Regions from separate parts of the Mus musculus genome. Here all the other regions are linked to region 1. Evidence: chromatin contacts called from public HiChIP or PLAC-seq and promoter capture Hi-C data. All regions are on one chromosome and are shown on one strand. Each heading gives the region's core, a stretch centred on a gene start, on an enhancer-like site or on the middle of the called end of the contact. The rest is flanking DNA. Distances are from core to core; before and after follow the strand shown. Region 1 holds the start of Kdf1 (keratinocyte differentiation factor 1). Region 2 has its middle 39 kb from the start of Hmgn2. Region 3 holds the start of Rps6ka1 (ribosomal protein S6 kinase polypeptide 1). Region 4 overlaps Rps6ka1 (ribosomal protein S6 kinase polypeptide 1). Region 5 has its middle 25 kb from the start of Gm12974. Region 6 holds the start of Gpr3 (G-protein coupled receptor 3).

Region 1 (4,972 bases), core at 1,277-3,776:
TAAGCCACCACCACTAAAACTCACTCACCCATTGATTTATTCATTTAGGGGCTATGCCATGAAGCTCTTGTGGCAGTCCAAGGACAACTTCTATGGCTCTCTCCTTCAGTGATTGGAACTCAGGACATCAGGCTGCAAGCACCATCACCCACTGAACCATCTCATCTGCCCCACTGAGTCTTGTTTTTTGTTTTATGAAATAGGCTGGAGAAAATGAACTTGCTACTTTTTTATTTTTAGATCAAAGTAGCCCAAATAACAGCAATGTTGTATGATTCAGCCTAATATTGTGCCTAAACACATAGCAATTCTGGTTGGTTTTTGGACTACATGAGAAGGACCCCTATCATATGAACTCCTGGACTGGCCTTTCGTACTGTGTTCCACTAGCACAGTAAGCCATACTTCCGGCCTCCATTTGTTTCCTACGCTCTATAAAGTGCTTGAACTTTCTGCACTTCTGTATCTCCTGTCAGTGGTGTTTGTATTTCCTTTTTGAGGCCATCATGAACAATTGTTCTTGGTTGGTTGGTTGGTTGGTTGGTTTGGCTTTTCAGTCTCCTATAGCCCAGGATGGCTTTGAACTCCTGATCTTCCTGCCTCCACCGTCCAAGTGCTGGGATGACAGACGGTGGCAGCACACCTTGCTGAAGAGTTTCTTTTCTTTCTCTCTTTTTTTCCTTCGGTTTTTGAAACAGGGTATCTCTGGGTAGCCATGGCTGTCCAGGAACTCATCCTGTAGACCAGCCTGACCTCGAACTCACAGAGATCCATTTGTCTCTGCCTCCTGAGTGCCAGGATTAAAGGTGTGCACACCTGGCTGAACGGGTCTCTACCAGTCCCGTACACGGCATTGCAAGAGCGTCTCACGAATGTGCCCTAGAACAGGCCTTGCTAGGCTTAGAGTTTGCAGAAGTGCCACTGTACACAAGGTGGCTCATTTTCTGAATTCCAAAGGGGAATATGGTGTACCCCTTGTCCATCCTTGCCCCAGAAGGAAGTGTGATAGACTGTGGGAAGTTCTGCCACTGGGCCTTTGCTGGGAACTTGCCACAGGGATCTCTCCCAAACCTGTCATTTCCATGTGTGACCTTCTTTGTCCTCCCCAGTTGACAGAGGTACCTTTTAAAATTGTTTGTTTGTTTACTTATTTATTTACTTATTTATTTATTTATTGGTTTTTTTTGAGACAGGGTTTCTCTGTGTATCCCTGGCTGTCCTGGAACTCACTTTGTAGACCAGGCTGGCCTCAAACTCAGAAATCTGCCTGCCTCTGCCTCCCAAGTGCTGGGATTAAAGGTGTGTGCCACCATGCCCCTCATGGTTTTTTTTGTTTGTTTGTTTGTTTTTTTGAGATGGGGTCTCTCTACATAGTCCTGCCAATCCTGGAACTCACTCTGTAGACCAGGCTGGCCTGGAACTCACAGAGGTCCACCTTACTGCCTCCAAAGAGCTGGGATTAAAGGCATGTGCCACCACATCTGGCTAGAGAGGTCTATATCTACAGAGGGGACACTGGAAAATGGAAAGTGACTTGCTCCCATGTCAAACAGTTCAAAAAGAGCAAGAAAGACATCAGGGACTATGTTGGCTGTGGAGGCGCATGCCTGTGATCCCAGCACTCCATAGATAAGAGGAGCAAGTCTTCAAGGGCAGCCTTGGCTACATAGGGAGCTAGAGGCCAGCCTGGGGTACATGAGACTTTGTCTCAGAAAACTTGAACAATCTACGGCTGCACCCCTGGGAACATACCTGATCTAGGCTGATCTTGACTCGAAGCAGGACAGGATATGGCTGGTCTTCCCAGGATCTTGTATTGGAAGACCTAGGTAAGAGGAGCTGAAGAGAGAGTTCTGCCTCAGAGAGCACTGGCTGCTCTTCAAAGTTCCAAGGTCCCCAGTTCGACTCTCAAGTGCTCACATAACAGCTCACAACCCTCTGTAACTCCAGTTCCAGGGCATCCCATGCCCTCCTCTGCTCCCTTACCTGTGGGCACAAGGCACGCAAGTGGTGCATGGATGTACAAGCAGGCAAGACATTCATACATATAAAAACATTTAATGTAAAAAAAGAGAAACCTAAATAAGTGAATATGTAGACAGACAGATAGATAGACAAGAGATCATTGCCTAGCTATTCAAACAGTGAAGAATATTTACTAAGCAGTTGGTATGTGCCAGGCGCTGTACTAGGGAAACAAGACCAGACCTTACCCTCAAGGTCAGAGGCTAAAAGGAGGAGACAAAAGACAGGAAAGCAACAGTCTGCTGGGAACTATAATAAAGAGTCCAGAGAACTGTTCCACATGACAGAGCTAGGGACTCAGGGGCCCGGACGGCTTCCCAGGAGGCATGCATGCCCTTTAAGTAGGAGCTTTGCGGCCCGGTAGGCGCCCCATGGGCTCTCCGATACTTCCAGGACACTGGACTATAGAGCAGAGAGGGGACCTAAGCACTGTTGCCCGATGATGGCCCCTCTCAGGGCCTCACTCTCCTGGCTGGGCCGGAGCTGGGCGGGGCCTCGGCCAGGTGCGCGGCGGCGCTCGGCGGAGGCAGGAAGTGTGTCCCCAGCGGCGCCCCGTGCCGCGCTCCCGCGAGACGCTTACCTGCGACCCAGGTGAGTGCCGAGGGGGGCGGGGGAAGGGCCGAGCGGAGGCGGCTCACCTGGCTGGGCAGGTAAGGCCGGCGCGGGTCCGCGGGGGCGCGGGGCGGTGCAGCCCCGGGTGGGTGACCCTGGAGGCCGCGCCTGGACGGCGGCGGGGCGCGGGCCCTGCTCCTCGGGCCCCGACGTCCACTTCCGGGGTGCGCGGGGCCCGGCCGGAGCGGCCCGAACGGGCGCAGGGCTGGGCTGGGCTGGGCGGGCCGAGAGGCCCCTGGGGTGCTAGGACCCAGCACCGTGCGTGGAACAGCGTCGGGAGTCGCGGGCCACGGCGCTGGTGGCAAGCGAGGCGGTGCGCGCCCCGACGGCAACGCGAGCCCTGCCGCCTGGACGCGCGCGGCTCCTGCTTGCAGATGAGACAGTGGCTGGGGCTGTGCCAGGGGGGTGCACAGTACCCTGCGCCCGAGCTGAGCAGAGCTGAGCGCGGCTCGCTGACCATACGTTTGCCTGGACAGAGGCTGCTGCAGCCGGCTCGTCCTGGGGACACAGGGAGGAGGGCCCATGGAGAGCCCCCGAGTCTGTCTGTCTGTCCGTCTGTCTCTGTGTTTTGTGGGGACTGTCGGAAAGGCGAAGGCAGTGAGAAATCAGAGAATCCTGGGGCCATCAGACCTTGAGGCATCCTTGCGATGCCTTCGAACGCTGCCAAGTTAGAGAATGCCAAGAGTGTGTCTTCCCAGGCTTTTGCTAAACACGGAGCTCCACCCCCAACCCCCATACCTCCGTAGAGGGTTAGAAGGACATTAATCTCTCCTCTTTTGAGAGATGAGGTTTTCCATTTTTATTTTACGTCACATTGGTTTATTATTTACTTATATTTAAGTTAATTTAATATATATTTTGTTTTGCTTTTTGAGATAGGGTCTCATATGGCCCAGGCTAGGCCCAATATTCAGCCAAGGATGACTCTGAAGTCCTCATCATCTCATCGTGTCTTGTGCTGGAATTACAGACGTGGGCCACCTCACTACTCTAAGATGAACCTATTTAAAGATGAGGAAGCTGGGTCCAAGACTCTTGTCCCAGGCCAAAATTGAGGCAAAAATTGGTCCCACTAAATTAAGTGAGCAGTGTCACTGGGTTGTCAGGAGGGATGGACCAGGGACAATCGTGGGAAAAGGAAGGTGTAGATGGATGGTTTGAAGGGACGCTCATGCAAGGCACTATTCATACCACAAACAGGAAGGCTGACTGCTTGGTTGTTTAAGTTTCAGACAGGGTCTCTCTCTTGGGTAGCCCAGGCTGATCTTGAACTCAAAGAATCTGCCTGGCTCAGCCTTTCTAGTTCTGAAATTACCTGAGGGAGCCACCAAGAGCAGAGTACCTGGGGTGAAGAGCCTGGCCTGCCCCGCAGCAAATCTTGTTCCTTCCCAGCCTGCTGACTTACTTGATCTCTCCTCTCTGTTCTCTGAGCTTCCGATTCCTGAACTGTACAGTGACAGTAAATAATTCACGTGGCAGTTGTAAGGACTGAATAACGTGGAAGAGCTCTGGCTAGAGCCGGTTTCTAGCCCATTCACTGCCGTCTCCTCAGTGCTAAGCACAGTGCTGGCCCGTGGACAGTGTAATGAACAGTAGCAGTCCTAAGCCGTCGGTGGTGGGGAGAGAAACACTGACCCATGATACTCCTACAGACCCACAGACAATCATTGTGGGGGGTCCGAGGACAGATGGTAGGACTGTAGATGCAAGCCCTCCAGAGGTGCCAGCTCATGCTGGCAGCTTTAACTGGCCCTTTCCTCACAAGTCCACAGATGGGATGGGATAGTAGAGGAATCCTCTTGAGAACTTGGGCAAGGAGTGGGGGAGGGTCTGAGGACAGGCCAACTGGGTACAAAGAAGAGTGTGCTTGTGGGGGCCTGAGGCTATAGCTCTATTGATAGACACTTAGCGTGCATTAGACCCTGAGTTAGATCCCCAGCTATGCATAAACCAGCACTTGTGAAGGCAGGAGAATGAATCAGTGGGTCAGTCCTAGTCCCAGCTACATTGTGAGTTTGAGGCCAGCCAGGGGTACATAAGAGCCTATCTTAAGAAACAAGTGTGACTTTGGACAACTTACTTAACTTTTGTGCTTCAGTAGAGTGGGATAATACCTAGAAGGCCTTGAGAATTAATAGATTTATTACAGGCAACATGGTTAAAGTAATGTAAGCTGTCCACAGTCACTTGCACTAGAGGGGAACTCTCCTGAGGTGAGCTAGTCTGTTTTACCACTTTGTCCATAGAGTGTAGGGTGCACAGTAGGTCCTCAGTATTTGTTAAATGACGGAATGAATTCATGTCCAAACTCACATTTAATCAAATCAGAGCAAAC
Region 2 (4,972 bases), core at 1,648-4,147, 410 kb after region 1:
GTGAGCTGCTCATTGTGGGAGCTGGGGACAGAACCTGGGTCCTCTGCAAACAAGTAGGTGTTCTTAGCCACAAAGCCATCTCTCCAGCTGTAAAAGGCACAGCTTAAATAAAGCATTGGAGAAACCAGAATAGTTAAACACCTGCCTGCTTTCTTCCAAGGAAGGAAGAATGGTGGCTGGTCACCTGGAATGCTAGACTGAAAGTGGCCAAACAGCCTGGTGGTCTTTTGATATTTGGTTAGGAGCCAGCTCCTCCCTGCAATTACCCCCTGAATCTTGAAAATTATTTAGGTCCTAATCCTGGGGTTTTTCTCTCAGAGAATTTAACTTGTCCTCATGGAAAAGCCCCCAAGGACTTAGCCTCCTCCATCAACAGAATCCTTCCTCTCTAGGCCTTAGTCCTGAGCGCTGTTTCCCAGTCAAAATAGTACTCACTTGTAGACTAAAGGGCTCAGGCACTTCGCTCTAGTGGGGTATTTTGTAAGGAAATTTCGATGTAGTCATCAGTGAAGTTTTTTAAAAATATTTATTTATTATATGTAAGTACACTGCAGCTGTCTTCAGACACACCAGTCAGATCTCCTTATGGATGGTTGTGAGCCACCATGTGGTTGCTGGGACTTGAACTCAGGACCTTCAGAAGAGCAGTCAGGTGCTCTTACCCGCTGAGCCATCTCACCAACCCCATCAGTGAAGTTTTGTTATGAGAACTGTCACATGAAGACTTTCCCCTCAAAGTTTTACTATCTTTAAATGTGTAAGAAAATTAAACTATGGAGTCAGACTCTCTGAAAGGTTTGATCTAGTCTGATTGGCCGAGTTTCCCTTCTTATCTCTTCAAGGTCCTCCCCCAGCCCCAACATCTGTGATACCTGCAGGGACAAGCCTGCCCCCCAACATCCAGCCCTTTATTTAACTTTTTAAAAGTTAGTATACAAGTAATGTTTTTTATGTGTGTATGACACATATACGTGTGTACGTTTTTTATATGTGTGAGTGTTCATACGTGTTCATGTGTGCATGTCCATGAATAAGCTCAGGGGTCAGAAGACAACTTGTGTATGTTAGAGGGAGGGCCTTATACTGATGATCACTTCCTGTAGAACAGGCTGGCTGGCTTTGGAGCTTCCAGGGAGTCTGTAGTCTCTGCCTCCAATGTTTTGTTGGGCAAGCTGAGATTAGGGGTGCAGTGCTACTACATAAGCAAGCTGAAGTTAGGGGTGCAATGCTAGTACACAGGCTTCCCTAGGTTCTTAGGACCCGAACTCAAGACCTTGAAAAGGACAGTTCTAAATTGGGCGTGGTGGTGCACGCCTTTAATCCCAGCACTTGGGAGGCAGAGGCAGGTGGATTCTGAGTTCGAGGCCAGCCTGGTCTACAAAGTGAGTTCCCAGGACAGCCAGGGCTACACAGAGTAACCCTGTCTCAAAAAAAAAAAAAGAAAAAAAAAAAAGAAAAGGAAAGTAAAGGAAAGGAAAGGAAAGAAAAAAAAAGAAAAGAAAAGAGAAGGAAAGAAAAGAAAAGAAAAGAAAAGAAAAGAAAAGAAAAGAAAAGAAAAGAAAAGAAAAGAAAAGAAAAGAAAAGAAAAGAAAAGAAAAGAAAAGAAAAGAAAAGAAAAGAAAAGAAGAGGGCAGTTCTGATGCTAAGGTCTTGTTCTACAATTAGTTCTTGATTTGCCAGTAAAGAAAGTCGGAGGCCAATTGCTGGGTGGAAGTTATAGGCGGGACTTCTGGGTGCCAGGAGGAAAAGGAGAGAGGTTTTCTGCCATGTTTTTGAGGGGAAGAACACAGAAACCATGTGGTCTCCGAGGCAAGGGCTGGGGGAGGGGGAGCTGGGGCCTGTGGCCACTACTACTACAGGGGGTGGCCATTGATGTTTGACAGGGGCCAAGTGGGACCAGCCACTGTAGTTTAGGGCTGATAATAAATTAGTAAGGGCAAGCTTTTCCAGGTTGGAGATAGGAACACTATTTGTTTATTTATTTGTAAAGATTTATCATTATATCTAAGTACACTGTAGCTGTCTTCAGACACACCAGAAGAGGGCGTCAGACATCATTACACATGGTTGTGAGCCACCATGTGGTTACAGAAATTTGAACTCAGGACCTCTGGAAGAGTAGTCCCTGCTCTTAACCGCTGAGCCATCTCTCCAGTCCCATGGAACTCACTCTTTAGAGCAGGCTGGCCTCAAACTCAGAGAGATCTGCTGGCTTCCTCCTGAATGCTGGAATCAAAGGTGTGCGCCACCATTGCCTGGTGAAAAGAGAAACTCGATATGGTTTCCTCACTTTCAGCAGCACTGGGAACCAAAGTGTGACAAGCTGTGTGCCAGGCAAGAACCCCTCCCACTGAGCTGCAGTCCCAGAAGGAAGGGACACATGACGTCATAATGGGATAAGCCTGTCTGTGATGGGCAATGACAGGAAACGGTGGAGGCCATCATAAAGATGCTATGGCTTTGGTGGTTTTTGTTCTTTGAATTCCAGGGTCCCACGCCGTCTGTATTAGTTGCTTTTCTGTTGCTGTATAAAACCGCTGTGACCAAAAGCAAACTTTAGGAAGTGTTCAGTCGGCCTTACAATTACAGAGAGAGAGAGAGTCCTGTGGAGTGTAGCAAATGGCAGTTAGAGCAGGAAGGTCAGAGATCACTTTACTCCTCACGTGGGAAGCAGAGGGGGCTAAGAGGAAGTGGGGTTACAACCTCTCAAAGGCCCGGATGAAGTTCTTCCCCCTGCAAAGACCACTCCTCCCAAAGGTCCCACAACCGCCTGGGGCAGCACCACTCACCGGAGACCCCGGTTCAGTTACCCGAGCCCACGGTGATGCTTCTCCTGTAGACAACCACACCCTCTATTTGTTTTATGCTTTAATAGATTTTCCCGGTTAGTTTACAGGAAAAGCATAGAAGACAGACACCCTGTACTTGTATGTAGAACAATTCAGGAAATCCCAAAGATTAAAGCTGTGCTGGCCAGTTTTATGCCAACTTGACAGAAGCTGGAGTCATCTGAAATGAGAGAGTCAGGAAAATGCCTTCATAGATCGGGCTGCGGGCAAGCCCGTGGAGTTTCCTTAGTTAGTGATTGATGGGGAAGGGCCCAGCCCGTTGTGGGTGGTGCCATCCTTGGCCTGAGTCCTGAAGTCTCTAAAGAAGCAGGCTGAGCAAGCCACTGACAGCAAGCCAGTAAGCAGCGTCCCTCTATGGCCTCTGCTCCAGCTCCTGCATTTGGAATTAATACTGCAGGAGAGTCGGGAGTTCAAAGTCAGTTTGAGCTAAATGACTCCCTGTCAAAAGAGAAAGAAATGCATTTATTTTTCAAAATTTCTAATAATATTTACAGATTAATCACTATAGAGTCGATTGTTAAAACTGTTTGCACCGGGCATGGTGGCACACGCCTTTAATCCCAGCACTTGGGAGGCAAAGGCAGGTGGATTTCTGAGTTCGAGGCCAGCCTGGTCTTCAAAGTGAGTTTGAGGACAGCCAGGGCTACACAGAAATCCTGTCTCGAAAAAACCAACCAAAACCAAAACAAAAACACAAAAAAACCCCGAAACTTTGCTGAGACACTTTTGACCTTTTCATTATTTAAATTTCACACATCTATCAATTCCTGATTTCTGTCCTCACTTTGCTACTTGTAGTTTGGACCCTACGGAATATAATGGGTACAAAAGACAGGAAAATATTAAGCACGAAATTTTGGGCTGGATCGAAGGCTTAGTTGTCAGGATAATCATTTTGCACTCTGTGTAAAGGGTGTCTATGTATTAATCAAACGTTGATTTCTGTCCCCCAGAGAGTTAAGTACTGGCCATACTTGGGCATTACTTTTATGGGTCATCACCTGTCTCAATATTTTGTAGACATCATCTCCATAACCTTCTGATTAGTTCTGATAGCCAATAGCTGAAGCAGGAAAGAAAAGGCAGGACTTCTGGGTAGAGGGAGGAATTGTGGGAAGAATCGATCGGGGGTAGGATTCGAGATAGAGACATGTAGTGATAATGAGAGGGAATGGGCCCTGTGGTTGTGAACTGGAACTAGTCGGGTTGGAGCTAGCAGGAAGATGCCTAGCTATAGTGTCTAAGCTCTCATAAATAACAGTACGAAGTCTCCGTGTCATTATTCGGGAGCTGATGGGTCTGAGACAGTCCAGGGGTAATTAGTGGCCAAGAGAACTTGCTATTCTTTTTTTTTTTTTTTTTTTTTTTTGAGACAGGGTTTTTCTGTGTAGCCCTGGCTGTCCTGGAACTCACTCTGTAGACCAGGCTGGCCTCGAACTCAGAAATCTGCCTGCCAAGTGCTGGGATTAAAGGTGTGCACCACCACGCCAGGCCTGAGAACTTGCTATTCTTTCTATATGGTGGCTCACAACTGCCTCAGCTTCAGCTCCAGGGTCTGATGATGGCATCCATGTGCACACAGGAGACCACACACACACACATTCACACACAAACGCACACATATACACATATACACACACATATACACACACACACACACTTTAAAAATACATATATAATAAAATCAGTTTTTTGTTTTGTTTTGTTTTTTTAAGAATGAAATGTTTCCTGTTAGAGTAGATTCTTAGGCCCTTTCCCAGTAAGTGCAGTGTGCTAGCTGGGTATCTTTTGGCATGATTGTTACATACTTGGCATGGGAAACACACAGTTGTTATCTTCAAAAGGCCTGCCAACCAGGCCTCACTTGCCTCCTGTAAAGCACTTTGGATTCATGGATCTTGAATAGGATGTGTGTGTGTGTGTGTGTGTGTGTGTGTGTGTATGTATGTATGTATGTATGTATGTATGTATGTATGTATGTATAATATATTTTTATATGATGTCCATTAGTGTTTTTTCTGCATGTATGTCTGTATGCTGGTATCAAAAGTCCTGAACTGGAGTTACAGATCAGTCTGAGCTGCCTTGTGGGTTTTGGGAATCGAACCCCAGTCCTCCAGAAA
Region 3 (4,972 bases), core at 1,536-4,035, 370 kb after region 1:
AGCACGTGCCCTGCAGGCAGGAAGCAGCCCCAGGAACTGGGTTCTGAGCCCAGCCCTGGCAGCCCTGTTGCACTGTTGGAGCCTGGGGGCCAAGTGCCAGGACACTGCTAGCCCTCAGCCAAGGCTGGACAAAGGCCCTGAGGCCTGAGAAGTGTGTGCCAACATCCGGAGCTGCTCTCTGCCTACCTGCCACCTGTGCCAGTTGAAACCCACCCCACACTCATCTTTGAGTCTCTCTTGCTTGGAGGGAAACAGTGACAGCACTGGGTTCTAGTCCTGATATTAATGCACACGCCAGCATCCCTGAGTCCTGCCTTCCCATTTGAAAATGGGAGGGGGGGTCATCTTTTTTAAAGTTGCATGACATCAATAAGTAGCAGCTGGAGACAAAGCTCTGCTGCTTTCAGCAGAACCAAAAAAAGCCCAGGTAACATCCTCACCCCTACGTCCAGTTGGTTTAGTCCACCTGGGCCCTGCCTGCCAGCAGCCCACTTCTGGTGACAGCAATGGGAAGACAGGGCAATTCAGATCCCAGACCTCTTCTGCCAAATGCCCTTGCCAGCCCCCTTACCTGCCTTCTTCCTGGCCACAATGGCGCCAGTACCTGCAGGCTAGGCACTGTATCACTTACGTGTCATCTGCACGAAGAACAGCAGGGCCCTGTTCTCAAGTGAGCATGCACACCCTCACTGCCCCACAGCTCTGGTTACCCAAACAATAACACCCAGTCCACAGGCACCTCCATGGCCTGGGGGAGGGGACCCAGGCAGCAGGACCCAGGGTTTTGCACCTTGTCAGGCCCAGGAAGTAGAGCTAGAAACTCATCTGTGGTGCTGGAAGGAGAGGCCCAGACAGCTTGAAGATGGACTTAGGGCCACACAACATTTCTGAAGTGAAACTCAATGAAAAAACTCCTCTCCCCCATCCCAGGAAATGTGACAGTCTCCCCTCGCCTGAATTCAGGTGCAACAGTATTCAAACTAAGATGTTTCCGGTTTAACCTGGCCCCCATGAGGCTGCCTCTGGCCTCAGGATTTCCCAAAGGGAAGCAGGAAGTGCTGCCCTGGAGGAGGCCAGCACTCCTAGAACTCTACTCTCCGCGCTAGGGTAAAGCTGTGAGTCCCTAGGCTGAGTCCCTCCCTAGCCATACCGAGGTCAGGCCTCCCTTCCTCTGGAGGCCCAGGTGGCAGGGGCGTGCCCAAGCCAAGGAGTACACCTCTGAGCCTTCCCTGGGGCCTTGTGCCCCAGTCCTGGGGAGTGTGGGGGGAGCACCAGGGGCTGCAGAGAGCAGTGCTCCTCACCTAGGAGGGTGAGTCAGCCAGACAGCCTCTGAGCGCCTGTGTAGGGCCTGTAAAACCCCCGTGGCAAGGATCCCAGAACAATTTACTCCAAATTGCGCCTTCAGGTTGGTTACCTAATCCAGCCGCGCCCACCCTCCAATAGCCAGTGTAGCCCATCCCTTTAAAGGGGCAGCATGCCCTGAGTGCCTGGAGACTTGGGGATCTCACTGTGGATCCTCTCTCTGCCCGTGGTCCTGAGAGACAGGGCTCACAGTGACTGACCTGAGGTACCAAGCATAGGTAAAGGGGTTCAAGCCAGGAGAAAAAGCATCTAGGTTCTGGGATCAAGTGAGGTCTCCTGTACCCCAGCCTCCTGTACCCCAAAACAGCTCCAGTGAAGGAAGGCAGAGTTTCACCTGCCTCCTTCGCAGCAGGAGAGCAGGGAAAGTTTTAAAGTTGCTGGTTCAAAACTTGACCTTGATCCCAGGGTGACAGGACAGCACAGAAGTGGCCTCCTGCATGCTCAGGGTTGGACCACAAAGCCCTCAAAAAAGACAGGAGTTGCTTCTGGGAAAGGCTAGGTGGCAGAAGCCATACTGCCCAAGGGCTCAGCCTTTTTCTACAGGAAAGGAAGGAGGGAGAGAGGAAGACGGAGGCAGAGTCTCTTCTACAGAGACAGTCTTCACAAGATCTAAGGACTTTCCCCACTCTTCAGCATAATCTGAAGTAGGAAGACCCGGTGTCATTAGCTTTAGGGCAAAGGAAAGCAGGCTCCAACTCCAGAGGTGGTATCGTCCCACGTTCCATAACTGCCTGGGATTCAGCAGGGCTACCTTCCTAAGGTCAGAAGTGGAGGAACGAAGAGAGGTCTTGGGGAGAGGTTAAGGTGAGAAACCGGATTCCCATGATCCTTGTCTCTAGTAGAAGCCTAGACATCTGACCCAAGCCTTTCTCCCTTCTGCACTGATTGGGGCAACTCCCACAGCTACTAAAAGATGATAAGCGGGATGGGTCCTAGGTGTCAGATCTCAACACACCGTGGAGATTCCTCTCCTGGCTACTGCAGGGAGGTACTGAGAGCCCAGCAGAACCATCCCCTACACACGCACACCCGGAGCACAAGGGGGTGGAGCCGGACAGTGAGCTAGAGACCGGAGGGCACTCACGTCCCCGCGGGGCTGCAGAGACGCCGCGGGCCGCCCCCGCCCCGCCCCGGTGCGGATCCGGGCTGGCCGGCCGCCGCCGCCTGTCCCCCCAACCCCCGCCCCTCTCACTCACCTCCGGGTCCAGCGGCACCAGCTCCATGAGCGGCCAGGGCTCCTTGAGCTGGGCGAGCGGCATCGCGCCGCTGCCGGACCGCCCGCGCTCCTCCCGGCGGCCCCGGGCAGCGCTGCCTCTGGGCCACGGGGTCCCTGCTGCTACACCGAGACCCCCGCACGCCCCTGAGCCCCTCGCGCTCTGGATGGGCCGTCCGCCGCCGCCGCGGCACTCGCACTTCGGCTCGCTCCGTCACCCGGCGCCGCCGCGCCCATTGGCTACCTGCGCGGGGGCGGGGCCTGAGTAGCCCCGCCCAGTCCCCCCACGGCGCGGCATTCCCGGCGCGGACCCCCGCCCCCAACGCGCCGGGAGTCAGCCTTGCCTTCACGAGAGACCCCAGCCCACTGTCGGCCCTGCCCACCGGAGGCTCCGCGGGTTCCGTTTTCCCGGGCTTTGTGCCGCTTTGCAGACCTCGCTGGGGCCTCCGTTGTCCTGTCCTAGCAGCCTTTGGGATGTTAACCCAGATGTGCCTTCTCCCTCCAGGGGGAGGGGCTGCCACCCCACATTTACATGGGACGTCCTGGGCCTGATCCCGACTGAGGCGTGGAAGGAGCCTGGGCCTTGTGCCCTCTGGCTCTCAGCTCTCCAAGCCCTTAGGATCGCCCCCTTCCGAAAGCTTGTGCACATCACGGGAGCCCACACTTTGGGGTCTCCATGTGATCCCCGGGTCCCAAGCCAGCCAGCGCCAGGACCCACAGCGCCCCCAGGGTGATTTCCTAATACGCATTTTTTTTTCTCCTTCCTAGTCTGTTGTGCCCTATCACTTGAGGGCGCTGGTTTCAGGCCAGGTCCGCGCCTCTTCCGTGGCAGACCAGATTGTGGTCTGACTTGAGCAGGAGTCCCTGGAAAGAAGGCAAAATCCAGTTCTGGTGGGATCAGGATTCTCTCCAGTAAGATTTGGCCTGCTCTTAAGGAGATTTTAGGCCCCAGGTGTCGTGAGACTTACTCTCAGGTGAAAGACAAGCTGGCTCGTTTATTAAAAGCCTCCAGCGAAGACAGGCGTCATTGATAGGGAATTTATTTTTTGTTACGTTTCCTTGCTTGGTTATGGCCATGGAACCCAGGCTTTGCCGGCCAGGTCGTGTTGAGTATCTCCGACCTCCACCTTCAGGCAGCTTGTGATTTTTTTTTTGAGACTCCACCCCATCCTAGTAGACACCCTAAGCTATTTATCCGAAGTCACACAGCAGGTCAGGAGCACACTGGTGTTTAAAAGAGTGTGGGGTGGGTCCGTGGATGGACTCAATGGGTAAAAGAGCTTGCCTTCCCTGAGTCTGATCCCCAGGCCCCATGTGGTGGAAGAGAACCAACTCATAAGCAGTCCTTTGACCTCCACAAATGTGCACAGGGACAACCTTCCCCGATAAAGACATTTTAATGCAGTACATTTTTAAGTGGAGAGAAGTCACTCACGCCTCTAATCCTAGCAGTAGGGAGGCAGAGGCAGGAGGATCTCTGTTCAGGGCTAGCTTGGGCTACTTAGCCAATTCTAGGCCAGCCAGGGCTACACAGTAAGAACCTGTATCAAAACAAAACAAACAAACCCCCCAAACCCCAAAAACCCAACTAAGTAAATAAATAAATGAATAAATAGAAATAAATTTAATCCAGGAGATTCAGGCCAGAGGATTGTGACTTTGAGGCCAGTGTGGACTGCATAATAGAGATGTTGTCTAAAAATCAAAAATTAAATTAAATCAAAAAAGAAATAAAAACAGATGCTGTTTTCCCAGTAAGCATTTATAATCTCACTGCGGAGGCTACTGACACAGGATCTCATTGGTCAGCCAGGCAAGCCAAATAGGTGAGTTCCAGGTTCAAAGAGAGACTCACACAATAAAAAGATAAACCTGTAGCCTAGACATACATGGTCACTCACATGCACATGTTCAGACATCCTCATGCACAGGTACCACAGACACATGCATACATACATGCAGACACATGCACACAGACATGTGCACACATGCATACACTCACATGCACAGACACATGCATACATACATGCAGACACATGCACACAGACATGTGCACACATGCATACACTCACATACACACAGACACATGCATACATACATGCAGACACATGCACACAGACATGTGCACACATGCATACACTCACATACACACAGACACATGCATACATACATGCAGACACATGCACACAGACATGTGCACACATGCATACACTCACATGCACACAGACATGCACATATGCATGCAGACGTGTACACAGACACATGCACATATAACACACATTTACATGCACATATGCATACATGCACAGGCACAAAGACACATGCACACATGTGTATATGTACATGCACATATATGTACAGACACATGCATACAGACACACGTGCACACACATACAC
Region 4 (4,972 bases), core at 821-3,320, 350 kb after region 1:
TCTCACTACGGCTGGCATAGAGCGGGGACCTGGTATGGACTTGGCAGATAAATAAGGGGAAGACAAGACAGCTGTGAAGTGATGCGCTTCCAGTCAACAATGGTGTGCAAGTTACACAGAGGGAACGATCACCCTCTAAGAAGACACCTCAGGGGCTGGTGAGATGGCTCAGTGGGTAAGAGCACCCGACTGCTCTTCCGAAGGTCCGGAGTTCAAATCCCAGCAACCACATGGTGGCTCACAACCATTCGTAATGAGATCTGACTCCCTCTTCTGGAGTGCCTGAAGACAGCTACAATGTACTTACATAAAATAAGTAAATAAATTAAAAAAAAAAAAAAAAGACACCTCAGAACTAACACACACCTCCCCACCCACTGGCAGTATCTGGCTGGACGTCAGGTTTCCCAGCTCATCCAGCCTGTGGGCACCGTCTCCTCTGCTCTGCCGAGGCCTCTCCATCACAGGTCTGCCCGGTCAGATTCCTCATGTCTGATGCAAGTGCAGGCCTTGTGTGTTTAGTGGTCCCAGTGGGCTGGAAGATGCCTGGGGCAGGGGGTCCTGACTTTCCTGTTGTGGCCTAAACCACCCCCACACTTCAGTCCCTCACCGAGAAACAAAGCAGCCCACAGAAGCCCATGGAAGTAGTCGGGTCGCATGAAGTCAGGATGGAGCATGAAGCCCACGGGGCCAGATACTGCCTATCTACCCACACACCTGGGCTTCCAGAATCCTCGATCACCTCTGTAGCCCAGGGTTCCCCAAAGATCTGCTACCCAGCCCAAGACAGACAAGTCAGGTCAGGAACGTACCCCTGGGTGTGCGTGACGTGAACTCGGTATCAAAGTAGAAGGTGTCGTCGGGCTGGGCCACAGCCGGCTTGAAAGGGGGCTTGATCTCACGCCGGTAGAGCTTCTGTAAGGTGGGGTATATGCTCTGGTCACCATGGTGACCCCACAGCCTGCTAGCAGCCCCGACAGGAAGAGTAGAAGCTATGCTGCTCAGTGGATAACAGCAAGGGAGAGCAGCCTTCAAGGGCGTGAAGTCACCCCTCCAAGGGCATGTTAAGGGCTGCTCACCTTCTACCTCCCACAGCTGAGGCCACGGTTGGCAGGGGCCCCTCCCCCACCCTTCCTGCGTCCATCACAGGGCACAGGCACGGGCACTCACATTCCAGTCAATGGTGGAGTAGAAGATATGTCTCTTAATTTCCTCTGCCCCATCAGGGCCCGAGCCTGAAAGAAGCCAAATGAAGCCAACCTCAGACACCCATTCTGTCTTCCAGGCTCTGGACCAGCTGCTACCGTGGAGGGCAGCAGGGGTTCACCATGTCCTGCGTCAGTACCCACTACCCTGAAGCCTGGAGCCCGCTCAGTATTTCCTATGTTACGGAGCTTCTGCTGGTGTACTGAGGAAGGAGGGGCCAGGCAGGACGGGAAGCCTGTCCAAGCATTAATCCTGACAGAAGCTGGACTGACTTCTTTTGAGATCTAACAAGGGCCTTCATCCACTCCCGCCACAGGCCCCCCTCCTCTCTGCCCTTCTTTTCCTACTGCCTCTCGTCTTTATCCCTGAGACAAACGCTCATTCGATTCAACCCAGGGACCTGGACTGGACCTTAGCTGGTTGTGATCCAGATAAAGCCAGCATCCAAAAACCTCGGCAAATACTGTATACTTCACTGAACAACAGGAATGTCCTTCTCTCATCAAAGATCCCCGGGAGCCAGGGCAGAATCAGTGTCTCCACTGACACAGGAACCTGGGGCTCGGAAAGGTGGGGTCCCCTGCCATAGCGCAGGCTCATAAACCGTATTCAATCCCTCAGCAAATGTTTACAGTACTGCTGGGTGCCGGGCAGCGGGGACAGACACAGCTAGGCCTGAGACCTTTCTCGCTCCTAAGCTCCTGCGCCTTCCCTTGAGCCAGCAACCTTGGCAGAGAAGCTGTGTGGGGGCCTGTGTCCTTGTCCCTGAGGGGGTATGAATGACTCAGTTCCTGCCTTCCCCCCACACAGGTCACCCTCCCAGCACCATACATGGAACCAGAAAATAGGGTGGCCAGCAGCATTGTCTGCTCACACAAAGGACAACAGCTCCTTTCAGTCCTAGATGTGGCCCCGTGGCCTAGGCTGCAGCTGTACCCTGATCCTCACCGCCATGTCCCCTCCTCTGAGCTGGGGTTGCTTACCAAGCCGATTGGCAGGATTCCTCTTGAACAGGGCCCGCAGGAGGCTCTGGGCTTCCGTGCTCAGAAACTGGGGCATGCCTAGCTTCGCCCTGGAACAGCCACAGGTCTCATCAGGGCTGAGCCCCACCCAGGAGTCCCAGAGCCCCTTCCCTTTCTCTTTTCCAGCTCAGTCCAGAGAAGCCAGCCACTAACTCACCTCCCAGAGACATTAAGAACACTTCCCACTGGCCCTGGCAGACAGCAAGGGTCTGCAGACAGGGAAAAAGCAATTCACTGGCCCTGCAACTGGGGTGGGATTAGGGAGAACTTGGAGGGCCAGGCAGTGTTGGTGCTTACTTCAAAATCAAGGTCATGGTCTCCTTCCGGTCCTTCCCCTGGAAGGGCAGGGAGCCCGTCAGCATCTCAAACTTCGGGGGGAAAAGGAAACATATAGGTGTGGCCTTGTTCTCTGTCTCCCACACATCCCTCCCCCTCCTTCCCGGGCTACCCTGCTGCAGTCCGGGGATTCTTGCTGGCCTGTTAAGACTTTACAGTCTAAGTCTAGCTGCAGCAAGGCCTGTGCCTGCCTCTGCCCCCCTCCCAACCTAGAACCCAGGAGCAGCACTAAAGCCAGAGGAAGGAAGCAGAGGAGAGTTCCCAAGTTAGGTGAGGGGTGGTACTTCAGGCAGGTGGACTAAAGCCCGCGGCTCTTCGAGGGAAACAAAGTACAACAGTGTGCAGCAGAGCCCGGACACTCACCATCAGCACCCCATAGGACCACCAGTCTGCACTGTGGGTGTGACCCTGGCGGTTGACAACCTCGGGCGCCATGTACTCCACTGTCCCGCAGAAGGAGTAAGCCTTCTTCTCATGGTCTATGGCCTCCTTGCTCAGGCCAAAGTCTGCAGCATGGAGGGCAGAGAAGTCACTTCTAGGATCCCTGCCACGCCCACGGCTACCACACTTAGCTCCTCTGACCGGAGCCAGGTATCACCAAGGTTGTCAGTGAGAGCTCAGTCTGCTCTGAGACCTAGGGAGCCTCGAGAGATGGCTCAGCAGTTAAGAATATTGGCTGTTCTTCCAGACAACCCAGGTTCCATTCCCAGCTCCCACACGATGGTTAACAACCAGGTGCAGGCAACTCTAGCCTCTTTGGGCAACACATGCATGAGGTACAGATACAAATATAGGCAAAACTCCCATACACACACAAAAAATAACTAAGTAACAAGGCCTAGGTTTTTGGCATGTATGTAACTGGCATCGTCTCCCAGGAAACACAGCCATCAGCTGAGACCTATCAGACAGAGCCTGGTTATCCTCCCCAGAGCCCAAAGGAGCAGGTGCCCTTCACTCACCAGTGAGTTTGATGTGGCCCTCCTCATCCAAAAGGATACTGTAACAGAGAGACAGGAGTCAGGAATCCTTAGCTGCAGGCACTGTGCAGGTTCTAGCAGTAACCTTGGGGTGGAGAGACTTGGGCCTGACCAGAAGAAGGGTTTGGTCCAACTCTACTCAAGGAAAAGTGGAAGGATGGAAGCTCGGGAAAGTAACTCCTTTAGAATGGCTAGGGAACTTGTCTTTCTTTCAATTCTACTACATTGTACAGGCTGGCTTCGAACTCCTGGACTCGGCCTCTTTAGCAGCTGGTACTACAGTTGAGTACCGCAATGCCTGACTTGGGGTGTGTCTAACTCTACCACCAGAATCTATCCCAGCTCTCAACACAGCACCGGAAGGCAGTGCATGCGAAACCCCCAGGATAAGCGGATGGAGAGATGATCTTTAGAGCTGGGTGATAGTAACGCAGGCCTTTATTCCCAGCACTTGGGATTAAAGCACTTGTCTCGAAAAACCAAAAGGAAGGGGAATGGAGTAGGGCCACAGCTGGGCTGCAGCCTTTAGTAATAGCAGTACCGACCAGGCAATTCCTAATTACCTAAAGTGAACCTGCTGTTGGCCACAACCTGCGACAACCACCCATCCCTCTTGACAGCCCCAAAGAGAGATAAATTCCTGGGAGCGCCACAGCATCTCCCAAATGGCCCTGTTCTAAAAGGGCCCAAGAGCAGTCCCTGTGCCCAGGAGAGATCAGCAGTATGGCAGGGGCTTTGCTCACTTCTCAGGCTTGAGGTCTCTGTAAATAATGCCCAAGCTGTGCAGGTGGTCCAGGCCCAGTGCCAGCTCAGCCAGGTAAAACTTCACATCCTCCTCTGTAAACATGACCTGCAACAGGGAAAGACACACCCGTCAGCTGGCTTACCCCGTTCCCCAGGAGCTGGCCTACTGAGCAGTCAGGGCCTCTTGGTGTGGAGGGTCTACCCTGGGGACACAGTCAATGCAACACATCTTTCTCTAATACACAAGTCACTCCCTGCGCTACAGCTTGGAAACAGCAAAGAATGGAAACACCCAGGAATAAAAGACTGGAATAAACTGCTTCCCCCGGGGGAAAATGGGCAGTTCTGCAGCTTTAACGCAGAATAAGGAGTTTGCTCACATCCTGATGCAGAACAGTCCGAGACACACTGACACTAGAGGCCAGGCACAGAACAGCGGGCAGAAACTATGATGTCTCATATAAGAAAAGAGGGGTAGGAGCTAGAGAAAGTACCCAAGGAGCTAAAGGGAACTGCAACCCTATAGGTGGAACAACAATATGAAGTAACCAGTACCCCGGAGCTCTTGTCTCTAGCTGCATATGTATCAAAAGATGGCCTAGCTGGCCAACACTGGAAAGAGAGGCCCATTGGACACGCAAACTTTATATGCCCCAGTACGGGGGAACGCCAGGGCCAACAAGG
Region 5 (4,972 bases), core at 550-3,049, 320 kb after region 1:
TCTACCTCTACTCTGCCTTGTGAGACTAGTGTGCGTTTCATAGGCATTACGTTTGTTAAATATCCAATAGTATGCTAAAACCCTGTGCAGTTTTCTTGGCTGTAAACTAAAACACAACATAATCAATGTAGACACAGGTGTGAAATGTTTTTCTGATTGATTAGGCTGAGTCATCATTTAGGGAGGGAATCCTTTGTCCCAGTCGGCTGGAAAACCTGGACACTGCGCCCCCTGGAGGTAACACATCAGCACAGCCCAAATTCCTGGCAGAGCATTGCTCTGAGGTGAGCAACTGATAGCAGGTTTCCTTTAGAACTCTGTGATCTTTTTTTTTTTTTTTTTTTTTTTTGGTTTTTCGAGACAGGGTTTCTCTGTGTAGCCCTGGCTGTCCTGGCACTCACTTTGTAGACCAAGCTGTCCTCGAACTCAAAAATCCGCCTGCCTCTGCCTCCCGAGTGCGCCACCACGCCCGGCTAGAACTCTGTGATCTTACCTGGGCACGATGACACATGCCTGTGATTCCAGTACTCAGGAGAAGGAGGCAAGAGAATTGTGAGTTCGAGGCCAGGCTGACCTACATAACAGATCCAAGGTCAGCATGGGCTATGGTAGTATATTTCAGACCTGAAAATGGAAGAAAACTCATCAGGCATAGATGTCCTGTGATGTGATGACCTTGCAGAGGTAGGTGGATCTCTGTGAGTTCAAGGCAAGCCTGATCTACAAGGAAATTATAATCTGGCTGGCCTCAAAGTCATGGAGATCCCCCTGCCTCTGTCTCCTGGGTGCTGGGATTCAAGTTGTATGCCATGGCTCCTGGCAGACATTCTTCTTTGTTTGGTAATTTGTTTGTGTTGTTTAGAAACAGGATCTCAAATTACCTAGCCAAGGACAGCCTGGAACTCCTGACCCTCCTGCCTCTACCTCCCAAATTAGGATGATAACCCATAGCCTGGGTTAGGAAGTCTCTGTGCTGTGTTCCCGTTTCTTCTGCTCATGGTCACTACCAGAGCCTTGACCCAACTCTCATTCAACTATTTCCCCAGTGGGGATTGAACCTAGGTCCTTACCTATGCTAAGCAAGTACCATACCCCTAAGCTATGTCCTCAGGCCTATCTTTGCTTTTTAGTTTAAGATAGTCACAGTAAATTGCTCTAGATAACATTGAATTTGGATCCTCCTGTCTCAGCCTCCCAGGAAGCTGGAATTCCAGTCCTGACCCACAGAGGACGCTCTGCAGCTACCTGTAAGATCTGAGGTTTAGAGGCCAGAAGACTGCGTAAGAACCCCAACTCTCCGGGCGTGGTGGCGGATGCCTTTAATCCCAGCACTCGGGAGGCAGAGGCAGGTGGATTTCTGACTTCGAGGCCAACCTGGTCTACAAAGTGAGTTCCAGGGCAGCCAGGGCTATACAGAGAAACCCTGTCTCAAAAAAACAAACAAAAACAAAACAAAACAAAACAAAACAAAACAAAACACAACCCCCACTCAAGTTTTACAGTTAGTCTCTACTTGAATGCCCCTCCCTCAGAAGCCCCTGCAGAGGCCCTGTAGTTAATGCTCCATAGCAACAGTCAGAGTGACTGGACCCAGCTAAATCCAGCCCCAGGGAGCGTTTCCTGCCAGGGGAGAGTGGCCACAGGCCCTTCCCAGATACAAGTTTCAGGCTCAGGTCAGACCCGTGTGTAATCTGCCTCTTGATTTCTCAACTCCGCCCACAGCCTCGGGGGCAGGTGTGGAGCCACAGCAGAGAAGCGGCAGAGGAAGTGACTTATAAAAAGCAGTCTCAGGTTGAGTCACACAGAGGAGCTAGAGCTCGGAGAGCGGTTTGGGGGCAGGAAGGGGGGAGCGAAGGCCTTGTGAAAGACTTTACCGAGGCCCCCTCCTCTCCAGGTTTTACAAATGGCTTTAGTTTTGTTTCCCCAAAAAGAGAATGAGGAGAGGTCCTGACCTAGGAGGCTGGAGCCTGTGATCTGGGAGGGAGGGAGGGGCCCGTGGCTATGTGTTAGCCTGAGCTACTTCTCTGCCATCTTTGTGTCACCTGTATAAAACTCAAACCAAACCCCCAAAACAACAACAGCACCACAAACCAAGGGCCACTCTGAATTCATGTTTAAAGATACGAACTCTCAGAGAGTTGGTGGCTTTTCAAGACAGGGTTTCTTTGTGTAACACAACACTGGCTGTCCTGGATTAGCTTTTTAGACCCTGTGGCCTGGAACTCACAGAGATCTGCTTGCCTCTGCCTCCCCAGCACGCCTGCTCCTCCCACCCCACACCCTCCCACCCCCACATTTCCTACTCCTTTCACCCCACCCCACCCCCACCCCACCATTGCCCACCCCCGGCAGTGGCATACACCCTTAATCTCAGTACTTGGAAGTTACAGGCAGATGGATCTCAGAGTTCAAGGCCAGAGAGAGTTCCAGGATAGTCAGAACTCAGAACTATATAGTGAAACCCTGTCTGGAAAAACAAAACAAAACAAACAAGAAAAGTGTCGGTAGACGGCAAGGCAAAGAGGTTGAGTATTTACCAAGGTCTGCTGACCGGTACCCGGAGCTGAACATTAAACCACGACTGCCCATCTTTCTTTCTTTCTTCTTCTTTTTTTTTTTTTTTTAGATTTATTTATTATTATACATAAGTACACTGTAGCTGTCTTCAGACACACCAGAAGAGGGCATCAGATCTCATTACAGGTGGTTGTGAGCCACCATTTGGTTGCTGGGATTTGAACTCAGGAGCAGTCAGTGCTCTTATCTGCTGAGCCATTTCACCATCCCCTGCCCATATTTCTTTCTTTCTTTTGTTTTTCTTTTTTTGTGTGTGTGTGTGTGTGTGTGTGTGTGTGTGTGTGCTCTTAACCGCTGAGCCATCTCACCAGCCCCACTTTTTTTTTTTTTTTTTTTTTTTTTTTTGAGACAGGGTTTCTCTGTATAGCTCTGGCTGTCCTGGAACTCACTTTGTAGACCAGGCTGTCCTGGAACTCAGAAATCTGCCTGCCTCTGCCTCCCGAGTGCTGGGATTAAAGGTGTGCGCCACCACGCCCTGCCTCTTTTGGGTTTTTTTTTTTTTCTTTCTTTGTTTGCTTGTTTGTTTTTCGAGACAGGGTTTCTCTGTGTAGCCCTGGCTGTCCTGGAACTCACTCTGTAGACCAGGCTGGCCTCAAACTCAGAAATCCGTCTGTGTCTGCCTCCCGAGTGCTGGGATTAAAGGCATACGCCACCACTGCCCGGCTTTCTCTGGCTTTTTGAACATGCACAGACATATAGACACACACACACACACACACACACACACGAGAGAGAGAGAGAGAGAGAGAGAGAGAGAGAAAGAGAGAGAGAGACAGAGAGACAGAGAGACAGAGAGACAGAGACAGAGAGACAGAGAAAGAGAAGGAGGGAGGGAGGGAGGGAGGGAAGGAGAGACTAAGATAATAAAGTATACTTCCGTTTGGCATTTGAGGCCATGAAAAACCACAAATCCCGCTGACTTGGTGTCTGGGCTGTGTCCACCCACTGTTGCCCCACTGTTGCCTTCCCAGGTGCACCGGGCAGGAGGGGAACAGAAAGGAGCACTGCGGGTGTGTGTGTGTGTGTGTGTGTGTGTGTGTGTGTGTGTGTGTGTGTGTGTGTGTATGTGTTCCTGGGCTGAGTCCTCCCACTCACCTCTCCAGAGTCCTCCCACAGTTTAGTTCCACCCCTTTGCCCATGGCTGTGGCCGCTTCCATCCCTGAAGGTGCAGCACCCAATGAGGCCTCTCTCTTTGTTGAGTCATTTCCCCCCCACCTCCCCAGAGTTCATGGGGAACCCCTCTCTCTGTTTCTAGAAATAAAGTATTGCTATTCTGACTCTCTCAGCTCAGGGTGGAGGAACTTTCCGTGGGTGTGGGGGACTACCCCGAGGTGCGGTGGATTCTCCACTGCTGGTGATTTTTAATGGAGGGCTGGGTGCCCAGCTGAAGGGCTTTCCTGTAGGAGACAGGGGTTGGGTGTAGGCCTTTGAGGCTCTTTAACTGTAAGGTTTTATGAGTCATTATGAGTTGAAATTTAGCCTTTACATGAGGGTCAGATACAGGACATATATAGGCATAAGATAGACTCAAACGCAGCCTGCCTGGCGCATAGGAGCCTGAGACAGGAGTGGGGGTGGGTTGAAGGGAGGAGCTCAAGGCGATGGAGGTTTACCTGGGCAATAGGAAATAGGAGACCAAAAGGAGACAGGCCTGCTGAGATGGTTCATCGAGTAAAGACAATGCCACCCAGCCTAAGGACCTGAGGTTGATCCCCAGCTAGAAGAGAGCCAACTTCAGTACTATGTTCTCTGACCTCTGCCTACATGCTCTGTCACGTGTGCCCACACACATGAACATCATACACAACAAATAAGTTTTTTTTGTTGTTGTTTTTTTGTTTTTTCGAGACAGGATTTCTCTGTGTAGTCCTGGCTGGCCTGGAACTCACTCTGTAGACCAGGCTGGCCTCGAACTCAGAAATCCGCCTGCCTCTGCCTCCCGAGTGCTGGGATTAAAGGCGTGTGCCACTACGCCCGGCACTTTAAAAAAAAAATTTATTGGGGCTGGTGAGATGGCTCAGTGGGTAAGAGCACCCGACTGCTCTTCCGAAGGTCTGGAGTTCAAATCCCAGCAACCACATAATTTATTTATTACATGTAAGTACACTGTACCTGTCTTCAGACACTCTAGAAGAGGGAGTCAGATCTCGTTACGGATGGTTGGGAGCCACCATGTGGTTGCTGGGATTTGAACTTTGGAAGAGCAGTTGGTGCTCTTAACCGCTGAGCCATCTCACCAGCCCCACTTTTTTTTTTTTTTTTTTTTTTTTTTTTAAGTGGTCTAGCCACTTCCTTGCTTGGACACTTGTGGGTACATTCGTCTTCAATTTCCTTCCTGTGAAACCAAAAATGCCTACCTCATGAGACTACACGGGCCTCAGATGTGCTATGTCGC
Region 6 (4,972 bases), core at 1,457-3,956, 310 kb before region 1:
GGCTGAGGATACCCTGATATGAGCTAGATTTCTAGGTGTAGGTCTCTTTTTTCCCCCTTACCACCCATAAGCAAATTTATAAATAAATAAATAATAAATAAATAAATAAACCTTCTCTGTATGTCCACATATATAGAGATAAATCTTTCTCTCATCTAGGCAACTAAGTGATTAACCTCTGACTCTGGAGCTTCGAAATTCAAAAGCGACATGATCAAGGTCAAGTTTCTGGGAAGGAAGATCAAGGACTTGGAATGGTACTGTAAAATTCCCAGCCTTCTGGAACTGCAAACCACTTGGGCTGTGAGACATTTCCGAGTGGGACCCTGACCATCTGGAACATTCTAGAGCCACGCGGTCAGCTGGGGTGGGCCCCCCGCAGGAATCTTGAATAAGATCCTAAAACACCCAACGTCCTAGAACTCCAGAACCAGCTGGGTCTTAAGGGCGTGGAGCTGGGGATTGGAATTAAGCCCTGGTGGACCTAACACTCTGGAGTTCTATAGTAGTCAAAGCCACAGGTTCACCAGGATGAAACTAGACATCACTAGGGGACCGGGACCGGAATGGAATCTTGGAAGTGGAACAGCAGCAGCAGATGGCCCACAGCACCTTCTGCACATCTTGGTTGCGAAAGGCGTAGATGACAGGGTTGATCATGGAGTTGTAGGTGGCTGGGAGCAGGGTAAGATAGGTGTAGAGACGGGGAGAGTCGGCATCTCCCAGGAGGCAGTAGACAGTGAAGGGCAACCAACAGGCAGCAAAGGCGCCAAGCACCACAGCCAATGTGGCGATGCCCTTGCGGGTGGCCACGTAGTGAGAGGCAGGCAGCAGGTGTCGTTGGAGGGCGATCTGCTGGGCATGGCGGCAGACGATGCGGCAGATCTGGGCATAGAGCTGCAACATGATGCCAAACACCATGAAGAAGGCGATGGCCAGAACCACCAGATGGTTCTTGGAGAGTGGATAGACCACACCACACGTGGTCAGGCCATCCCGGCAGTTCCAGGCCAGCACGGGAACCAGCCCCAGGCCCAGGGCACCCACCCACACCAAGGCCAGCATCACATAAGTCCGAGTTACCGTTGTCTCTGAGTAGTAAGTGAGAGCATTGTACAGGGAAAGGTAGCGGTCAACGGTAATGGCCAGCAGGCTGCCGATGCTGGCAGTGAAGGCCATTGCTAGCACGCCGACCAGCATCAAGCTCATCTCTGGTGAGCCAATGCAGAAGTCAGCCGCAAAGTGCAGGACCAGGCCCAGGCCTGCCAGCAGGTCTGCTACGGCCAAGCTACCCACCAGCAGGAACATGGGGGCGCGGAAGGCAGGAGTGCCCACAATGATGGCCACCACCAGCGCGTTCTCGCAGGACACCAGGGTGCCTGAGATGCACAGCACCACATCCCAGGCCCTGGGAGAGGGCAGCAGTGTAGCTGGGCCTGTGGGTTCCTCTACTGGGTCCACGCTGCTCACGTTCACACTGCCTGAGCCAGCTGAGAACCAGGCCATAGAGCTTCCTGCTCCCCACATCATGGTACCTGTAGAAGAAAGGTCCTATGAGATGCTGGCAGGCCCGTATCCTGACAGGAGGCCCTTCGAGAAAAGAAAGCTGTCAGGATAACAGGTAGGGTACGGATGTCCTGCACACCCCACACCCCCAATTCATGTCCTGTGGTTTTTGTCCTCTGATGCCTCCAGGCCTCTAAACAGGGGTCCCTTTTTCTCGGTGATCCCTTTTCTGTGTCCCTTCACCCTCCCCTCCATTCCTCTAAGTCCTGAAGACCTCTTGGCCACACGTGGTCAAAGAAGTGAATCAAAGCTTACCATAAGTGAATAGGGGAAGCACAGGATTCAAGGTGTGCCCTCAATAGGCTCATGAATAGGGGAGGGAAACACGTCAAGAAGAAGAGCAGTCAGCTCCCTCCCACCAGACACGATGACTTGGTTCCTGAAGCTCCCAGACCCCTCACGATTCATGGGCACTGCCAGCCTCAAGCTCCGCCCCCAGGCAAAGCCGGTGCAGCTTCTTGCCAGCCCCCACTCGACATTCCCAGGGTAACACCTGGGAACTCATTTCCCCTACACTCTCCCAGACTTCTGACTCCGGACAGACACCCCACACACACTGCCCCCTTCTTCCTCCTAACCACTGGGTCTCCGTAGCAGACACCCCCTGGTGAAAGCCGGATTCCTGAGTCAGACCCCTCCTTCTGCCCGGACACCTGGATCTTGGGCCTGACTCCGCCTCCTGCCTTGGATAGCCGAAGCCCCAAATAAGACACCACCCGCTACTCGGACGTCTAGGTGCCCGCCCCAGACGCCTCCTGTTCTCCCAACCTCAGATGACCGCCCGTCCCTCTAGGGCCTCAGGTCCCGCAGGAATGCTCACCCTTTGCCGGGTCACCCCATCATACCACTCGAGAGCACCCGAACACTTGGGGAGCTGCCTGCTTATGCAGACTCTGCACATCCAGAGTCCCAGGTACGACCCCCCGACCCTGAGCAGGGGCAAGCAGCCTTCCGCCGGCCCGGCGCCCCTGCACGCTGTGTCCTCCCAGACTCCGGGTACCCGCGGCAGGGCCCACTACTCACCGGTGGCTCAGGACCGGGTGCGGCCGGGCCGCGGGGCGCCTCCACTCAGGTTCTGGCAGAGCAAGGTGTGCGCGGACCCCAAGAAGCCCCCGCGGCCGCGGGAGACGCGGCGTGAGTCACCCCGCCCCGCCCCGCCCCCGGCCACCGGTTTGGTGACGCCAGAAGCCCAGCAGGCCAATGGGCGCTGCGCGCTGGAGCGCAGCGCGTGCTGCGCGGCATAGTAATGAGGCCTCGCGCCGCCCGCTCCCCCATTCATAAAAAGTGACCGTGGCCGCGGCCCCGCCCCCTCCGGAGCCGGCTCTCTGTCCTTGACGCGGCGCCCTCTGCGGGTCGGGGGTTTTGGGGACACTAGTGGGAGAGCCTTAAAAGAGACTCGGGGAGGTCACAGAGGATGTGGGAAGAGGTCAAGGGATTGGGATAGTCTGCGGGGGTGATGAGTACCTTCGGTGGCAGAAACGAGCTGACATAAGACAGGTGATGGAGCGAAATGGGCGTCCCCGGTGAGGATGACAGGCTCTGCCTCTGATAGGGCCCCGAGGCGACGGTGACAGGAGCACGAGGGAGCAGGGAGGTGGGTGGCTGTGACGATATGAGCACGGTGACAGGATCTTGGAGGATGGCGGCTGTGGGACGTTGACGGTAGCGGGGTGTAGGCCTCCTCAGGACAGCCACAGCATTGTCAGGATGACTGCAGCATGATGGAGCTCGGGGACCCTAGGGTAACAGAAGTGGTGACAAGGCTTTGGAGATGAGTGTGCAGGTGAAGGAACTTCAGGTCACTGTGACCCTGTTAAGTGCTATAAAGGACTGAGGTGACGAAGCTAAATGAGAGCTGTGGGGTCCTGAAGTAAAGACCAAATGACTTGTGTGTGGGCCCCAGAGTGAGGGAACAGGGTAGGAAGTCTGACTGGACAGCGACCCAGCAGGTAAGTTGCTGTCAGGACAGGTCCCGTGATGTTGGGGTTGGAATAAGGAGCTGGGTGACGTCACTCATGTGGACCCAATAGCGTCCTCTCTGCATGGGAGGGTGCGCCTGGCAAGATTTCAAAACCTCAATTATTTATTCAAGGATCTGAAAAGCCAGAGCGAGGGCTGGGGGGGGGCGGGGGTGGTCACTTCCCCGAAGCAGCAGGAGATAGGGAGCCGGGAAGAACTTGGAAGCAGAAGGACTCGGCAGCTCCGTGCTCAGAGCAGCCTTCCTGAGCACCGGCTTAGGTACCCCAGGGGGTGGGGCAGAAAGAAAACTTGCTCTTTACTAGACCTGCCTGCGCCATCCCTAGGGAAATGCCCCATCAGATCTAACCCTAGGCACCAGTACTGTCCTTTCTCCCTTTGATCGTCTCTGGAATGTTCAAGACTTTAGGAGGGTGATGGGAGTCAGGGGTCGGATGTCGGTCTGAGGCTGAGGAAAGGAAGGAGGCCAGGAGTCAGGGAATGCGTCATAGCCTCACAGAGATGACAGAGCATGGGCTGGAGACTGGCAGGGTTTGGGCGGGATATGGGGAGTTCAGCTGGTGGAGGAGGTCAGGCCTCCAAGCCTAATCCACGCTTCCGAACCCTGTGACTTTGAGGCCCTGTTAGGCTCTCTGAAGCTGTTTTTTCATGTCTAAACGGCTGGGGACTGCTGGGGGCAGTTGGCCCGTTAGCAGCACGGGGCTGTATATTGGCTGTCAGTGGTGTATCTGGCCAGTAGAGGATGTCAGGGAAACACAGGAGGGCACAAAGAAAATGAAGAGTGGTCACAGGAGGCTCTGCCTTTGTGGGACCAGGCTAGATGGGGCTCTCCTGCTGCAGGCTCCTATGGGCAAGCTCCCTTCAGAACTCTCCTTTTAGCCATTTCATCCATAAATGGGCTTCCTGACCGGTCACAAATGACCGACTAACCTTCCCCTGGCCTTCCCTCCTTGCTTTGTTATCTTCTCAGGTGTGCAGAACTCCTGCAACAAAATACTCTCCCTAGTTCCCTTTTACTGTTTGCTTGGAGTCTGAGGCTGTCCCACTGTAGGATAAGGCATGTGACAATAATGCCTAGGTTTGGTTTGTGCTAGGGACAGTGCCTGATATGTAATTGGTATTCAGTTACTATTATCTGTTGGTTGATGAAACATAACAGGAACAGTCAAGGAGAGGGAAACAAAGGAGGCAGAGGCGCATGCCTTGAATCCCAGCACTCGGGAGGCAGATCTTGTGAGTTTGAAGCCAGTCTTGTCTGCAGAGTGAGTTCCAGGTCAGCCAGGGCTATGCAGAGAGACCTTGTCTCAAAACAAAAACACTCAAGTATGAGACTGGAGCGATAACTCAATAGTTAAAAGTATGTGTTGCTCTTCCAGAGGACCCAAGGTTGGCTCCCAGAACCCATGCGGAACCTCATTCATATTTAAAA

What was found. Promoter capture Hi-C pulls out the DNA fragments that hold promoters and counts their contacts. HiChIP or PLAC-seq counts read pairs in DNA pulled down with a chosen protein or histone mark. Capture Hi-C pulls out chosen DNA fragments and counts their contacts.
Region 2: a promoter capture Hi-C map of macrophages shows a contact between it and region 1, with 5 read pairs. The contact joins the enhancer-like site here to the promoter of Kdf1 in region 1. A contact is called at or near these places in 2 of 39 promoter capture datasets (macrophages and pre-B cells), 1 of 115 datasets of contacts at active chromatin or transcription factors (large pre-B cells) and 1 of 9 other capture datasets (pancreatic islet).
Region 3: an H3K27ac HiChIP or PLAC-seq map of embryonic stem cells shows a contact between it and region 1, with 2.0 times the contacts expected there. The contact joins the promoter of Rps6ka1 here to the promoter of Kdf1 in region 1. A contact is called at or near these places in 4 of 115 datasets of contacts at active chromatin or transcription factors (embryonic stem cells, extraembryonic endoderm stem cells, microglia and 1 more) and 3 of 9 other capture datasets (adipose tissue, liver and macrophages).
Region 4: a contact with region 1 is called in an H3K27ac HiChIP or PLAC-seq map of stem cell-derived neural progenitor cells, with 3 times the contacts expected there. The contact joins the enhancer-like site here to the promoter of Kdf1 in region 1. A contact is called at or near these places in 1 of 39 promoter capture datasets (embryonic stem cells), 1 of 484 Hi-C or Micro-C datasets (embryonic stem cells), 5 of 115 datasets of contacts at active chromatin or transcription factors (embryonic stem cells, extraembryonic endoderm stem cells, microglia and 2 more) and 4 of 9 other capture datasets (adipose tissue, liver, macrophages and 1 more).
Region 5: a contact with region 1 is called in a promoter capture Hi-C map of liver, with 2.5 times the contacts expected there. The contact joins the enhancer-like site here to the promoter of Kdf1 in region 1. A contact is called at or near these places in 4 of 39 promoter capture datasets (embryonic stem cells, hippocampal neurons and liver), 1 of 484 Hi-C or Micro-C datasets (reprogramming fibroblasts), 3 of 115 datasets of contacts at active chromatin or transcription factors (embryonic stem cells, large pre-B cells and microglia) and 3 of 9 other capture datasets (adipose tissue, macrophages and pancreatic islet).
Region 6: a promoter capture Hi-C map of pancreatic islet shows a contact between it and region 1. The contact joins the promoter of Gpr3 here to the promoter of Kdf1 in region 1. A contact is called at or near these places in 2 of 39 promoter capture datasets (liver and neural stem cells), 1 of 15 datasets of contacts at CTCF or cohesin (embryonic stem cells), 1 of 484 Hi-C or Micro-C datasets (embryonic stem cells), 2 of 115 datasets of contacts at active chromatin or transcription factors (embryonic stem cells and pancreatic cancer cells) and 2 of 9 other capture datasets (adipose tissue and pancreatic islet).

The regions. Positions count from the first base shown.
Region 1 is chr4:133,516,437-133,521,408 of GRCm38.p6, forward strand. Kdf1 (keratinocyte differentiation factor 1) reads left to right here and starts at 2,527. Exons shown (of 4, transcript NM_133707.2): 1 at 2,527-2,616. It overlaps Gm42323 (predicted gene, 42323), which reads right to left and starts at 3,422. Exons shown (of 3, transcript NM_001378703.1): 1 at 2,664-3,422; 2 at 1,753-1,825. The coding sequence starts at 3,373.
Region 2 is chr4:133,926,409-133,931,380 of GRCm38.p6, forward strand. No RefSeq gene overlaps it. Among named protein-coding and RNA genes, the nearest start is that of Hmgn2, 39 kb to the right of the region's middle. Within about 2 kb of position 2,898, at least 100 of the 459 cell types and tissues checked have an H3K27ac peak or open chromatin away from gene starts, as enhancers often do. A contact at or near this core is called in macrophages and pre-B cells, where this site is marked.
Region 3 is chr4:133,885,012-133,889,983 of GRCm38.p6, forward strand. Rps6ka1 (ribosomal protein S6 kinase polypeptide 1) reads right to left here and starts at 2,786. Exons shown (of 22, transcript NM_009097.5): 1 at 2,559-2,786. The coding sequence starts at 2,621.
Region 4 is chr4:133,862,836-133,867,807 of GRCm38.p6, forward strand. It overlaps Rps6ka1 (ribosomal protein S6 kinase polypeptide 1), which reads right to left. Exons shown (of 22, transcript NM_009097.5): 7 at 4,288-4,394; 8 at 3,527-3,564; 9 at 2,928-3,070; 10 at 2,526-2,596; 11 at 2,190-2,278; 12 at 1,171-1,235; 13 at 813-915. Among named protein-coding and RNA genes, the nearest start is that of Gm12977, 6.6 kb to the right of the region's middle. Within about 2 kb of position 2,071, at least 73 of the 459 cell types and tissues checked have an H3K27ac peak or open chromatin away from gene starts, as enhancers often do. A contact at or near this core is called in embryonic stem cells and stem cell-derived neural progenitor cells, where this site is marked.
Region 5 is chr4:133,839,487-133,844,458 of GRCm38.p6, forward strand. No RefSeq gene overlaps it. Among named protein-coding and RNA genes, the nearest start is that of Gm12974, 25 kb to the left of the region's middle. Within about 2 kb of position 1,800, at least 180 of the 459 cell types and tissues checked have an H3K27ac peak or open chromatin away from gene starts, as enhancers often do. A contact at or near this core is called in embryonic stem cells, where this site is marked.
Region 6 is chr4:133,209,830-133,214,801 of GRCm38.p6, forward strand. Gpr3 (G-protein coupled receptor 3) reads right to left here and starts at 2,707. Exons shown (of 2, transcript NM_008154.3): 1 at 2,590-2,707; 2 at 1-1,535. The coding sequence starts at 1,530. The coding sequence ends at 538.